Regions from separate parts of the Sminthopsis crassicaudata genome. Here region 2 is linked to region 1. Evidence: chromatin contacts called from public Hi-C data. All regions are on one chromosome and are shown on one strand. Each heading gives the region's core, a stretch centred on a gene start, on an enhancer-like site or on the middle of the called end of the contact. The rest is flanking DNA. Distances are from core to core; before and after follow the strand shown.

Region 1 (6,857 bases), core at 2,211-4,710:
GAAAAAGAACTATTGTCCTGCATTCATGGGCTTGTCAGAGGAAACATCTAAAGCCCTGAAAATGATTATACTGTAATCCACCTTCCTGGTTTGCAAATTGTATTTCATTGAACCTCTACTGGATTTCTAAAACTTGCCCCTAGACCCTGCTTTGTTCAACTCCAGCAATTCATAATTTAGAGACCAAGACAGAAAAATTCTGTTAAAACAATTTTAAAGTCTTTGTACAAACAAAACCAAAGTAGGTAAAATTAGAAGAGAAGCAAGTAAATGGGAGGGAGGGAGGAACCTTTGCAGTATGTTTCTCTGAAAAAAAGTCTCATTTCTAAGGTATAAAGAGAACTCAATCTCAAAGTTCCAAGAACAGAAGCCATGCCTAAATTGATAAAGAGAAATAAAAGGAAATTGACTGAATATTTTCAGAGGAAGAAATCCAATATATATGGAGAGGAAAAAAAAGCTCTAAATCACCAATCATTACAGAAATCAAATTAAAACAATTTCTGTTGGCCTTAATCCACTGGAGATGGAAATGGCAAACCATTCCAGTATTAATATGGACAATATGGTTCATACAACAACAAATGGACAATACTCATCCAATGGACAAAGGATGGGGAAGAAGTAAAAGAAGAAGAGAAGGAGGAGGAGGAGGAGGAGGAGGAGGAGGAGGAGGAGGAGGAGGAGGAGGAGGAGGAGGAGGAGGAGGAGGAGGAGGAGGAGGAGGAGGAGGAGGAGGAGGAGAAAATGAGAAATGCAGAAGGGGCTGAGAAAGAACAGGTACATTAATACATTATCAATACCACAGTGAATTATTCAGCCTTTCTGGAAAGCAGTTTGGAGTGATGCCCAAAAAGTTGTTAAATTGTCCATACCCTTTAACCCAAAGAAACTATTACTAGCTCTAGTCAAAGAAATCAAAGACATCGGATTTTTCTTGTGCAGCATGATAAATATGGAAATATGTATAGAATTGCACATGTTTAGTATATATTGTCAAAGGATATGAACAGACAATTTTCAGATGATGAAATTAAAACTATTTCCACTCATATGAAAGAGTGTTCCAAATCACTATTGATCAGAGAAATGCAAATTAAGACAACTCTGAGGTATCATTACACACCTGTCAGATTGGCTAAGATGACAGGAACAAATAACGATGAATGTTGGAGGGGCTGTGGGAAAACTGGGACACTGATGCATTGTTGGTGGAGTTGTGAAAGAATCCAACCATTCTGGAGAGCAATCTGGAATTATGCCCAAAAGGTTATCAAAATGTGCATACCCTTTGACCCAGCCATACTACTACTGGGCTTATACCCCAAGGAACTACTAGAGAAGGGAAAGGGTCCTGTATGTGCCAAAATGTTTGTGGCAGCCCTTTTCATAGTGGCTAGAAGCTGGAAGATGAATGGATGTCCATCAACTGGAGAATGGTTGGGTAAATTATGGTATATGAATGTTATGGAATATTATTGTTCTATAAGAAATGACCAACAGGAGAAATACAGAGAGGCTTGGAGAGACTTACATCAACTGATGCTGAGTGAAACGAGCAGAACCAGAAGATCATTATACACTTCAACAATGATACTGTACGAGGATGTATTCTGATGGAAGTGGATTTCTTCAACATAGAGAAGAACTAATCCAATTCCAATTGATTAATGATGGACAGAACCAGCTACATCCAGAAAAGGAACACTGGGAAATGAATGTAAACTGTTATTTTTACCTTCTGAATCCAATTCTTCCTGTGCAACAAAAAATTCGGTTCTACACACATATATTGTATCTAAATTATACTGTAATATATTTAACATATATAAGACTGCTTGCCATCTGGGGGAGGGGGTTGGGGGAGGAAGGGAAAAAATCTGAATAGAAGTAAGTGCAAGGGATAATGTTGTAAAAAATTACCCATGCATAGTATATATTGGATTATATGTTGTCTAGGGGAAAGGATGAAGAGAAGGGAGAAAAATATGGAACACAAAGTTTTGCAAAGGGTGAATGTTGAAAACTATTTTTGCATGTATTTTGTAAATAAAAAGCTTTTATAATAAAGAAAGAAAGAAAGAAAGAAAGAAAGAAAGAAAGAAAGAAAGAAAGAAAGAAAGAAAGAAAGAAAGAAAGAAAGAAAGAAAGAAAGAAAGAAAGAAAGAAAGAAAGAAAGAAAGAAAGAAAGAGGAAAGGAAAGAGATCAAAGAAAGAGGAAGAAGGCCCATGTGTACAAAACGATTTATAGCAGCTAATTTTGTGGTGGCAAGAGCTGGAACCTGAAACGATGGGTGGTTGAACGAGTATATATGAAGGTGATGAACTAAATGAAGCAGGGCGTGGTTCCAAAAAGGAGCAGTAATTAACACAGTGAAATTAACTGAATCATTTCATGGCAATATCGGCCAGTTCTAAAGGTTCAGCAGCTCTCGGCACACACTGAGCACAGACGGAAATCAATTCCCTGAAATTCAGGGGAGTCTCCGGGGGACGTGCTCCCCACTTCCTAAACTCCAGAGGCAGGCTGAGCCGGACATATTTAATACACGTTCCCAGCATGAGAAAGTTTGGTATAAAGGCTTTGTTTTGTTCTTTTCTCCACCAGAGCAGAGGAAAGAAGGCAGATTTTGCCCAATTAAAAAATTTATTTAAAAATATCATCCCTCCACGAGGAAGTTTGGGTCTTCATCCGCCCTCTGACGCTGGGTCCATTAACTAGTGCTAGCTGATTGATGGATTTTAGGATGAGGAAACTGAAAATCAACAGGGGAGTGTCAGGTCAAGGTCAGAGGCCACAGGGAGCCCGAGTCCTCGTGCAGGAGACAAAGTCAGCAAAACCCGAAGGCATGACGCCGGGCAGGTCAACAGCCATTCCGGGGCCCCACCCCCACCTCTGAGGATTATATAAAAATGCTGATAAAAGGGCCAGTGGCCATTGTCTGGAGTCCAATGTCCGAGGTGAGGGGGGTCGGGGCGCGAAGGTGGGCCGGGGGCCCGGGGAGAGAGGAAGCAGAATCGCTAACACGCATGGCCTTTCCCAGATGGTCACGCGCCCTACTCCCACCCTCACCACCGCGGCCCACGCGGGAACGAAAACACGGACGCACCCCGCCCCAGGGCCAATCTTTGGCCTTACTCGGTCTCCCAAGCACTTAGTGCGGGGCACATAGTAGGAGCTTAAACTCCTACAAACGCACGCGCCTGCAAGTCCAGAAATGCACGCGCACGCACGCACAAAGCACGTGTGCACCTACGCGCACGCACAGACATACACACGGACACACGCCAGCCAGGGCCTTCCCTTCTCATCCCCCGCGCGCGGGCTGCCCACTCACACTTCCATCGCGGATCCTCCTCCTCCTCCTCCTCGCTCCCCCACGGCTCCGGAATCCGGGTTCTACACCGAGCCGTAGGCCGCGGGGCCGGCCGGGGGGAGGGGGCAGGGCTTCGGCTTTACGTCACGGAGCAGCCCAGCCTCCGACGCGCGCGCGCACGCCGGGGCCGCCTCCGGATGCCGGCCGTGCGCTCGCTTAGCTCTGATCCCCGAGCTGCGGTGGCCTGCTCCTGTGGCTGGGGGTCCGGGAGGGAGCCCCGCACCCGCGCACGCGCTGGGCCTTCGCCTTTGCCGAGGGTCTGCAGACTTGGCTCCCCGCGGGCAGACACAGCCTCGCTTTGACGTGCCCCTCCCCCCATGGTCATGGATCGTTTTTGCCCTCTTAGGCATCACCGCCAGCCCTAGATGCCCCGTAGAGCTTGCCACACGGTGTCAATCAATAAAGCTTCCGCCCTGCCAGGCTCCGTGCTAAAGTGCGGCAGATTGTTGTTGTTTACCCCCCTTCAAAGGACCCTGTGACGTCCGGGGGCGATGCCTTCCCACGCAAACTGGAGGCAGGGAGGGAGGGCCGGGCAGTCCCCGGCCTGCTCCGGGCCCAGCGGCGATCCCCCGACGTAAACGTCGTGCTTACCGAGTGCTGAGCGCTGTGTAGCCCCAGTCACCCCCGCGGGACGGGGGAAAGCTGCAAATAAAGGGACCGAGCCTCGATTCCTACGCGGCCTTGACCCCTGAAAGATGTCGCCTCAGTTTAGGCTGAGTGAGAAACTGAGGCAGAGAATAGCCTCTTTTTACCTCGTCAAAAAACAAAAACGCCACTTGAGAGGGGCCAAAACAATTACTCACCTCAGGACCTCAACAATGACCAAGTAAGGTTTGGGACAAAGAAAAGGCAAAACTTACTAAGTGCTTGTTGGTGGGCTGAGCTTCCCATTCCAGTACTTTGCACCAGTGCGGGTGGGGGTGGGGATAGCAGGTCCTTAATTACAGTTTTTCAATCAATCCAATTATTAAGCACCTAGTTTCCTCCAGGTAGTAGGTACCAAGACAAAGAAGGAAAGCATCCCTACTCTTAATGATTTAATTGATTAAACAATTAATGCTAAGCAGGTAGCAGTTAATTTCATTAGAAAGATATTGACTCGGATGGGCTGAGATAGGTGGTAGACTGGGATTTTAAACTCAGTCCTCCCCTATTTTGGGTCAGAAAGGCATCCTACTGAAGGACCAAGCAAATGAATATGCCCCGTGTCTGCCTGGGTTGTCTCACCCTTTATTGGTTTTCTCCGTATAAAACTCTTGGAATTTTATATCGACTTATAGAAGTCGATATATGTCTCTTTCTCATTCTTTATGACCATGTGGCCAACCATGGGGTAGCTTCTATATTACTAAGTGTTTGATGAATGAATGGAAGACCTTATTTAGTTTATCGCCACCTTTTGAGGATGTCTTGATTTACTGGGATAAGCACAAAAGTTGTTCCAGAACAGTTTCCTGCACATTTGCTTTCTTAGATGAAGAATCTGTGATTTAATCAGTGGAGGAATCAACACAGAAGTGATTGAAAAATCATTTTGGAGAGTATTTGGAACTATACCCAAAGAGCTCTACCACAGTGCATACCCTTTGAACCAGCCGTGTCACTCTTGGGTCTGTATCCCAAAAGATCATCAAAAAGAGAAAAAAAAAAAAGGGCTCACGTGTGCAAAAATGTTTGTGGCCGCCCTTTTTGTAGTGGTAAGGAACTGGAAACTGAGTGGATGCCCATCAGGTGGAGAATGGCTGAACAAGTTAAGATATATTGAAAAATCATTTTGGAGAGTATTTGGAACTATACCCAAAGAGCTCTACCACAGTGCATACCCTTTGAACCAGCCGTGTCACTCTTGGGTCTGTATCCCAAAAGATCATCAAAAAGAGAAAAAAAAAAAAAGGGCTCACGTGTGCAAAAATGTTTGTGGCCGCCCTTTTTGTAGTGGTAAGGAACTGGAAACTGAGTGGATGCCCATCAGGTGGAGAATGGCTGAACAAGTTAAGATATATGAATGCAATGGAATATTATTGTTCTGTAAGAAACAAATGAGCCTGATTTCAGAAAAACTTGGAAAGACTTATGACAGAGGTGTGAAATTGTGTTCCCTTTAATCTGTAAAGAAGGGAGATTCCAGTCTCAGGCCCTCCTGGGAAGCATATCTCCTCAGACTCAAGAAAGTCTATGAGAGCATATCCTCCTGGCTGAGCCATTTCTAAGGCAAATCACCCCCATTGATAGCCTGATTTCCATTCAAATTCAGGCTGAAAAAGCCTTCAAAGCAATTTCATTTGGGAGATCCTGGTCTGATCAGTTCAAACTGCCACTACCCCACTCCACCCCCACTAGCCAAGATCTGCTCATATAAGAGGTTTCTGTTTACTCATTTCTTTGCACAATCTCCAAACCAGGACTATGCCTCGACCCTTGGTGCCGCTGCTAGGGCTCTGCCTGTTGAGAAAACTTTCTCTTCTCAGTGCCAGCCTTCATTTCCCTAATAGGACTTTGCCACTATGAAATCAGTCTCTTCTCATCAACAATAAACTTACATTTTTGCCACCTAAAATTCTTCTTTCACGTGAATTCTTTTATAAAGAACCTGCGCCTCCAATCAAAAGGGGATTTTCTCAACTCTCTGACTGCCACTAGAACCCCATCACTTACTTACATGACTTGATGCTGAGTGAAATGAGCAGAATAGGGAGAATGTTCCATTTAATAAGAGCAAGATTATGTGATGATCAACTGTGATGAACTTAACTCTTCTTAACAATGCAGTGATTCAAGGCAGTTTCAATAATTTGGGATGGAAAATGCCATCTACATCCAGAAAGAGAGCTCTGGAGATGAAATGTGGATCGAAGCATAGAATTTTCACCTTTTTTGTTTGCTTGTTTTTTTTTTTCTTCCCCCCCCCCTTTTGGTCTAATTTTTCTTGCACAACATGACAAATATGGAAATATATTTTAACAGATTGCACATATTTAACCTATGTCATATTGCTTGCTGACTTGGGGAGGAGAAAGGAAAGGAAGGAGGGAGAAAAATTTGGAACACAAAATCTTATATAAATGAATGTTGATAATTATCTTTAACATGTACTTGGAAAAATAAAATACAATTGAAAAAAAAGAAAAATGATTGAATCCTAGGGAGCTGATTGAAGCAATGGGAAATGAGATGGAAATTTACCTTCTATTGGAGTTAAAGCTGCACAAATGAGTTTTGTGTGTGTGGTTTTTTTTGTTGTTTTTTTTTTTGTTTGTTTGTTTTTGTTTTTGTTTTTAATGGTGGGAAAAGGAATGAAGAAAAGCTTCCCCCCCCCAGGAAATTGGGGTCAAGTGACTTGGCCAGGGTCACCCAGCTAAGAAGTATTAAGTGTCTGAGGTCAGATTTGAGGGCTAGTGGGCTATCCTAGCTGCTTCAAGAAAAGCTTTTTTTCAGGTGGGCTCAGGCTTGAAAGTAGCTTGAGATTCCCAGAGGTGAGAA
Region 2 (6,857 bases), core at 2,824-5,323, 140 kb after region 1:
TAATTTCATATTATTGAAACATATATATTGCACATATATAACATATATGAGATTGCTTGCCATCTTGGGGAGTGGGCAGAGGAGAAAAAAATAGAAATAAAAATCTTAGAAAAGCAAATGTTGAAAACTATTTTTACATGTAATTAGAAAAAAATTTAAAAATACTATTAAGTGGGAAAAAAAGTTCATGGGACCCCAAATTAAGTACCCTTGCCCTATAGTGGTTTCCAAGAGATCTTGAGTGAAGGAGGCTGCCTAATTCTTGAACAGGTAGAGGGAATCCTTTTAGTTCTGTGAAGACTTCCTCTATTGGAACCCATAGCTACAGCTGCAGCCTTCCCCCCCCCCTTAAACTAGATCAGTTATTTTTTGTATCATTATCTTTGGCACATATTCCTGTCATCTAACAATCTTATGTGGGTATGACTTCCCTCTTCCAGAAAACCTCTTACCTCCAGATGATTAGGACTATAGATAGTCCTGTAGACTCCTGATACTTTTTAGGGGACTCTATAATGTGCTTACATAATAAAACAGCTTTTTGGGTTGCCATCCCTCTGAGACACGAAGTTTTTTTTTCTTATATAAACTTTTTCTCTTCCTCAGTAATTTGAACCTGTGCTTATGCATTTATTGTATTCATTCTCCAGCAACATTGGATGTCAGGCCCTTTTTAAAAATAAGTATGTTAGACTTATTGGAACTTACAAAAACAGGCAGTAGTCACAAACATGACACTCCTTTTTCTCTCCTGCCTTAAATGATCATTTCTATGCAAAGGACTCCCTGAGTTTTATCTCCCACTTCCACCTTTTCTGGTCCACATTTCTAAATACCTGGCAAGTATACTATAACCTCATCTGCCCTTATTAGCCCTCACACTCAGTGTGATCACTTAGCTCAATCTCTCCTCTTTGATACCCTTTTCCCAACTACCCTTACCATGCTTGAGCAGACTGGATAACGACACAGGCACAAAATGGGTCTGCTGCCCTTCAGTCTAGTGACACCTATGGACCTGTCTTAGAATTTTAAAATGCAAAAAACCCAAAACACATTGGATTATAAAGGAAAACAGTTACATTAAAATGCAATTAGAAAAATAATTTTTAAAACATACTGTTTTTCACTTTTTTGTTTGAATCTTCTTGCATAAATGTCTTATGGAAATGTTTTATATCATTGCACATATTTAATACATTAGATTACTTATAGTCTCAGGAAGGAGGTATCGGGAAGGGAGAAATACAATTTGGAACTCAAAAGTTAAAAAAAAAAATGTTAAGAATCATTTTTATTTGTATGGAGGGGGAAATAAAATGATTTTTTAAAAAGGCTATTACTCTAGGTGATTTTATCAGTTCTCATGCGGTTTTTTAATCCTATTAATTATGCCCTTCCAGATATACATATTTAGTCTCAGGCTTTCTCCTTGAGTTTCAGTCTTGAATCAACAACTAATTGCTGTTGGACCCTTCAAATCAAATGCCCTGAAAAACTCCCAAACTCAACATGTTCAAATAGAATTATCTTTCCAAATTCTTATTTTTATTTTCTTGCTGAGGCAATTGGGGTTAAGTGATAGTTACATAGCTAGGAAGTGTTGAGTGTTTGAGGTCACATTTGACTCCTGACTTTAGGGTTGGAGTTCTATTCACTGCGCTCCTAGCTGCCCCAGCTTTCCAAATTCTTTAGTAATCAGGGTTTAGTTCTTTGTTTTCTAGGTTGAAATTGTCAATTTCATTGTTGAAGGTGGAATTTGAACTCGGTCTTCCTGACTCCAGGCAGAGCTCTATCCTTTGAGTCACTTAGCTCCTCGACTTGTTTTCTAAAGATAACATCCTCCTCCTAATCTCCCAAACCCATAATCTTGGTGTGGTGTCTTAACTTCTCATTCTAATTCCAAGGTACCAAATCTTGCCATTTTTGCCTCCACAAAATCTCTTGTAGCTAACTTAATTTTAAAAAATGATCTCTTCTCATTGCATGTCCCCCTCCATTTTTTAACAAAAACAAAGAATTAAACCCGCCCAACAAACTCAGAGAGCAGCAAAGTAACCCCTCCCCCCACTAGCCATGTCCGAAAGTCCAAGTCTCATTCTGGATTTTAAGGAGGTCAACCCCTGGAGCAGGACGTGATTCATGCTCAGGCCTCTGGACTTCCATTGTCTCATTGTGAGCATATTTCTAAAGACTCTCAGAAGTGTCTTTTCTTTAAAATGTTCAAATTTTGGTCATTGCATTCATTGTTTCCTCTGAATCTGTCATTTCTCCATTCTTATGCTACAATATCACATAACTTTTTTTTTTAAATAAAAGCTTTTGATTTTCAAACCACATGCAAAGATGGTTTTCAACATTCACCCTTGCAAAACCTTCTGTTCCAAATTTTCCCCTCTCTTCTCCCCCCCCCCTCCCCAGGCGGCAAGTAATCCAATATATGCTAAACATGTGCAATTCTCTATACATATTTCTACAATATCACAGGAAAAATCAGATCAAAAAGGGGAAAAAATGAGAAAACAAAACGCAACTAACAAGGAGAAAATCCTGTGCTGTGATCCCACGCTCGGGCCTCCCAGCGCCGCGTCCCGAGCGGACTCTCTCCGCTCTCTCCGTCACAAGACATTTCTATACCCGATCTGTTCGGCGGCTCCCTGATAACTGGGCCCCAACCTCATATCCATTTTTGGCTACCGTGAAGAGAGCTGCTACTAAAGTTTTTGTCCGTATGTGTGCTGAGTCCGCCACTCCGCTCAGGCTCCCATCGCCGTCTCCTCCCTGTTCTCCTTCCACTGCTTCTTCGTTCCATCCATCTTCTGTAGGACACCCGGGCAGAGCTGACGGTCACTCCCCTCCTCCTTAGCTCCCATGGCTCCCTACCGCCCCAGACCACTTTCCTTTGACTTTTAGCATCCCTGCACCTGGTTCTATGCTCATTATATAACAGCCATGTGGACGCTTCACATACACTGGGTTCGGTTCCCACAACTACCCTCGAGGCGGATGCTACGAAGGTCCCTCAGCGTTAGAGCCGAGGTGGCTTCGGGTCCCGATTCCGCGTACGGCCTGCGAGCCACTGGCGCCACCTAGAGGCCGCCTCCTGCGCCGCTGCCCCCTGCCTCGGCTTCCCATAACCCCCCTCTCGGGCGCCATCAGCCCCCAAACCTCTGAGGCTCCCGGTGGCCTGGAGTGCCAGGCTCCTCCGGACGGCCCTCCATTTATAGGCTCGCGCAGATGCGCGTCTTCTCCTGATAGAAGGGACGTGGGCCCCCCCGGAGCTGGCGAGGCACCTGGCACATAATGGGCACCGACATTTGGCGACTCCCATTGTCACATGGAGCTACTGACCAAATCCGGCCGATTCTACCTTTCCCCCACTTCCCCCGGTTCCGGTCTCCGTCTCTTGCCACTTTCCCCTTTCCGCCTCCCTGATTTGTTCCTCCCTTCACCTCCCCACGTTAATGCTCACTTTCCCGTCTCGCAGTTGCTCTAACATCATCGCCAATCCCCCGACAGTCCTGGAGAAATGCTCCCTCTTTTCCCCTTCCCTGGGACCTCTGAAACTCAGCTCGTCTCCTTATTGAAAAAGCCGTCCTGGGCCGTCCCCTTACACTGACAGAATTACTTCTCTGACCCTCGAGGGCAGGAATCGGTTTCTGGGTTTGTTTTCCCCCCCATATGATCAGCCCCGAGCATAATGGCAGGCACACAGCAGGCGCCTAATAAATTGCTTATTGGCGGAATGTTCCTACAAGTGGGCCAGTCCAGCTAGAACTATTGGGGGAAGGGGATGGAACAACAGACCCGGCCACAGGTCTTCGGGACCAGGGTTAGGCTGCCGAACCCGCACCGTGGGGGGAGGGATACGAAGAGCTTTCCCACAGCCGGTGCAGCTCTGTCCCTAGAGTCAAAGACCCCGGGGTAGACCCAGAACATTCCCAGAGTACTTCCAGCACAGACTCCGAACCTCGCGGGCCAATCCCACCTTTCCCCGCTCGAAGGAAAGGATCGGTAAACCCATTTCCGGGATCAAGCCGAACGGCGGTTGCTGGGTAACGACGCCTACTTCCGGCTTACGAACGGCTCGTCAAATGACGTTCAACGGGCGCTATGCGAGACTCTGCCCCTCTTTCTAGTGACCTTCACGATGCGGTCAGAGGGGGGCGAGCCGGAAAGGCCTTGCGAGAGAGACGATGATTGGCTGGTGGTGGCTCGAGGAGGTTGGCGGCCGTTGATTGGCCGAGGGCGCGCAGATGGCTGGTCCCTGATTGGTTGGGGACTGTAGACAACCACCCCAAAGAGCCGCCACCACTATTCGCCTCTCACTTCTCCCCAGGACCTCTGCCCCTAGGAGTCGAATATGCCGCGCGGAAGCAGGAGCCGGACCTCCCGGGTGGCCCCACCGGCCAGGTAAGAGACGAGGCGACGCCGGGTGACGAGACCGTGGCGGGGTGGCTCCGGGGTAAAGCCAGAAGGCGAAGAACGGGAGCTCGAAGCGCTGTGACGCAGCCGGGAAGGCCGCGGGAGGAGGGGCAGCTGCTCCTTGGGTTCTCGTCGTCCCTCCTCCACTCTTCTCGCGGGCCTCTAGCTCCCCTCGAGGGCCATGTGATTCACGAGGGGGGGAGGGGAGAAAATTTCCAGCAGTTTCTTGGAGGCCCGGGCTGCGCAGTTCATCTCCCGGCTCTGGGGAGGTTGGGAGGAACGAACTAGGATCGGACCGCGGCCACACTGACCCGGATCTTGAACGTCCGGGGCATAGGGGTGGGCCCCAGAAGGGCGGATCTCGGACCTTGTCCCGACCGTTACCACCCGCTCCCGCCCCGGGCCCATGCTTTTCCTCCCGAGCTTTTGGGCTTCGGGCCTTGATTACTCTTAATGACTCAAAGGCTGGATGAAGAAAATTGAAAAAGAAAAATCTAGTTTCAAATAAATTGTAATGAGATTTCTGGCGTTAACACCGGGATGTAAAGTCCCCTTTCCCGCAACCCCGAATAATCATTCCTGGCCCTTCTCCCCCTCCCCCCTCCGAGCGCTCTTGTCAGTGATCTCCAGGGACTCCTCTCACTATTGGGAGAAAGCCCAAATCTCTGAGCCCATCCTGACTCCCCTCCCCCAGTTCTCTCGTCAGTGTCTGGAGCTCGCTCCCACCTCCCTCCAGCTTCTCCGAGCCGCAGCTAAAATACTGCCTCCCTGGGTGATGATTTCGGATTTATCCTCTCTGCGTCTCCCCCGCAGCTGCTTTTGCACTCCCTCCCCCGTCCCCTGCCGCCTTAGACCGACCTCTAGCTCTAAAGCAGCTGGTACGTAATAGGTGCTTAATAATAGTAGTTGACCAAAGAAACCAATTACGTTGACTTGCGGTTATCAAAAGAAAAAACTCAGTTCATGGAAAATGAACTAAATTAAGAAGCTTAAGTTTTGGTTTTGAATTCTTGATCAGGTCCTAGAGCCAGCATCCACAGCTCCTGTTGCCCCATTTGGGGAAGGTCCTTGCCTTCCTGCTCTGCAAACGCGGGATTGCATTAGATTGGAGGACTTTGCTGCTTCCAGTCCTTTGAGCCTAAATGAAATCCACTGCCTGATTGGGTCTTGGGGCCACCCTCAGTCCCATGGGACTTGAAATACTCAACCAGTGTTATACAGGACCCTAATGATGGATGTCTCCTGCTTGCCACAGGGAGGAGAGTGGAGTTTATCTCCTCCTTGCTTTTTGTGGTTGGTTTTAAGAGGCATGATCTGTTTTCTGCCTGAAGCTTCCAGATTGCTTTTGTGTCTCATTTCATTGAGGCTTCAAATTGCTTTATCCTATCTATCTACATAGGACGGAGAATCTTTTAAAAAGGGGGAGGGATAATCCAGTGACAGCCATTAATTGAACCCAGTTCTTGATCTGTGAACATTTTTCTTTTATACCAGAAAGATTTTTGAGGTCTTTTACTAGTATGGAGGCAAATATAATTCCTGGTTTGGGACTAGAGGTATAAATACTGTTTAATATGATTATGCTTTTAAAAAGTTTTTTGTCAATATCTTTCATTTTTATATCCCCTATACTTTCTTCTTTTCATAACTTAATACAAAATCACCATAAAACCCCAGTGTTATTGGGGTTTGCATAGCAATAATAAAAACAGATGATATTTTAAATAAAGATGCAGGTTATTCAAATGGTAAATGTTCAAGACTCTTTCCCTTTGCTAATTATCTTGGTCATTTTGTAATAGCATCTTGTCTGTCTTTTTACAGTCGGGCACCCCCCATGAGAGCTGCACCTGCACCAGCAGCCCACCCTCCAGCAGCAGTCCCACCATCTGCAGTTGCAGCTCCTGCTGCTGCACCCAGGCAGCCGGGTTTGATGGCCCAAATGGCTACCACCGCAGCTGGAGTAGCAGTGGGCTCGGCTGTGGGCCACACTATTGGTCATGCCATTACTGGTGGCTTCAGTGGTGGGAGTAATGCTGAGCCTGCAAGGCCTGACATCACCTACCAGGTAAATATGTCCAGAACATGCTATGTACATGCCTCATTCTTCTCCAGGACTGTCTTATTTCCTTATTCAGTAAGGGGCATTTATCAGAGGGCTCTGGTCATGTTGCACCTAGGATCGTGAGGTATCAGACTGTATTAGAAATTAAACTCATTCATCTTCCCAAAAGGGGAGATTTTAGAGGTTAGTCCTGAATCATTTCCTCAGTTTCCTTTTGGATTGATCTTTAAGTGCTAATTGTCTTAGAGCTTTCAGCCTTTTCTTGCCTTTGAGTCTTTCCCTTACTCATATGTTCATTCTTCTGTGTTTTGTGGCCTTAGTTGTTCCTCCCTCTCTCTGTCTCTCTGTGTCTTTTGTAGGAGTGTAT

What was found. A called contact is a pair of places that touch in the nucleus more often than the background predicts.
Region 2: a Hi-C map of hippocampus shows a contact between it and region 1, with 2.5 times the contacts expected there. The contact joins the promoter of CHCHD2 here to the promoter of CRCP in region 1. A contact is called at or near these places in 2 of 2 Hi-C or Micro-C datasets (fibroblasts and hippocampus).

The regions. Positions count from the first base shown.
Region 1 is chr4:458,148,839-458,155,695 of ASM4859323v1, forward strand. CRCP (CGRP receptor component) reads right to left here and starts at 3,461. Exons shown (of 6, transcript XM_074263968.1): 1 at 3,339-3,461. The coding sequence starts at 3,346.
Region 2 is chr4:458,284,626-458,291,482 of ASM4859323v1, forward strand. It overlaps CHCHD2 (coiled-coil-helix-coiled-coil-helix domain containing 2), which reads left to right and starts at 4,074. Exons shown (of 4, transcript XM_074263973.1): 1 at 4,074-4,413; 2 at 6,250-6,493. The coding sequence starts at 4,364.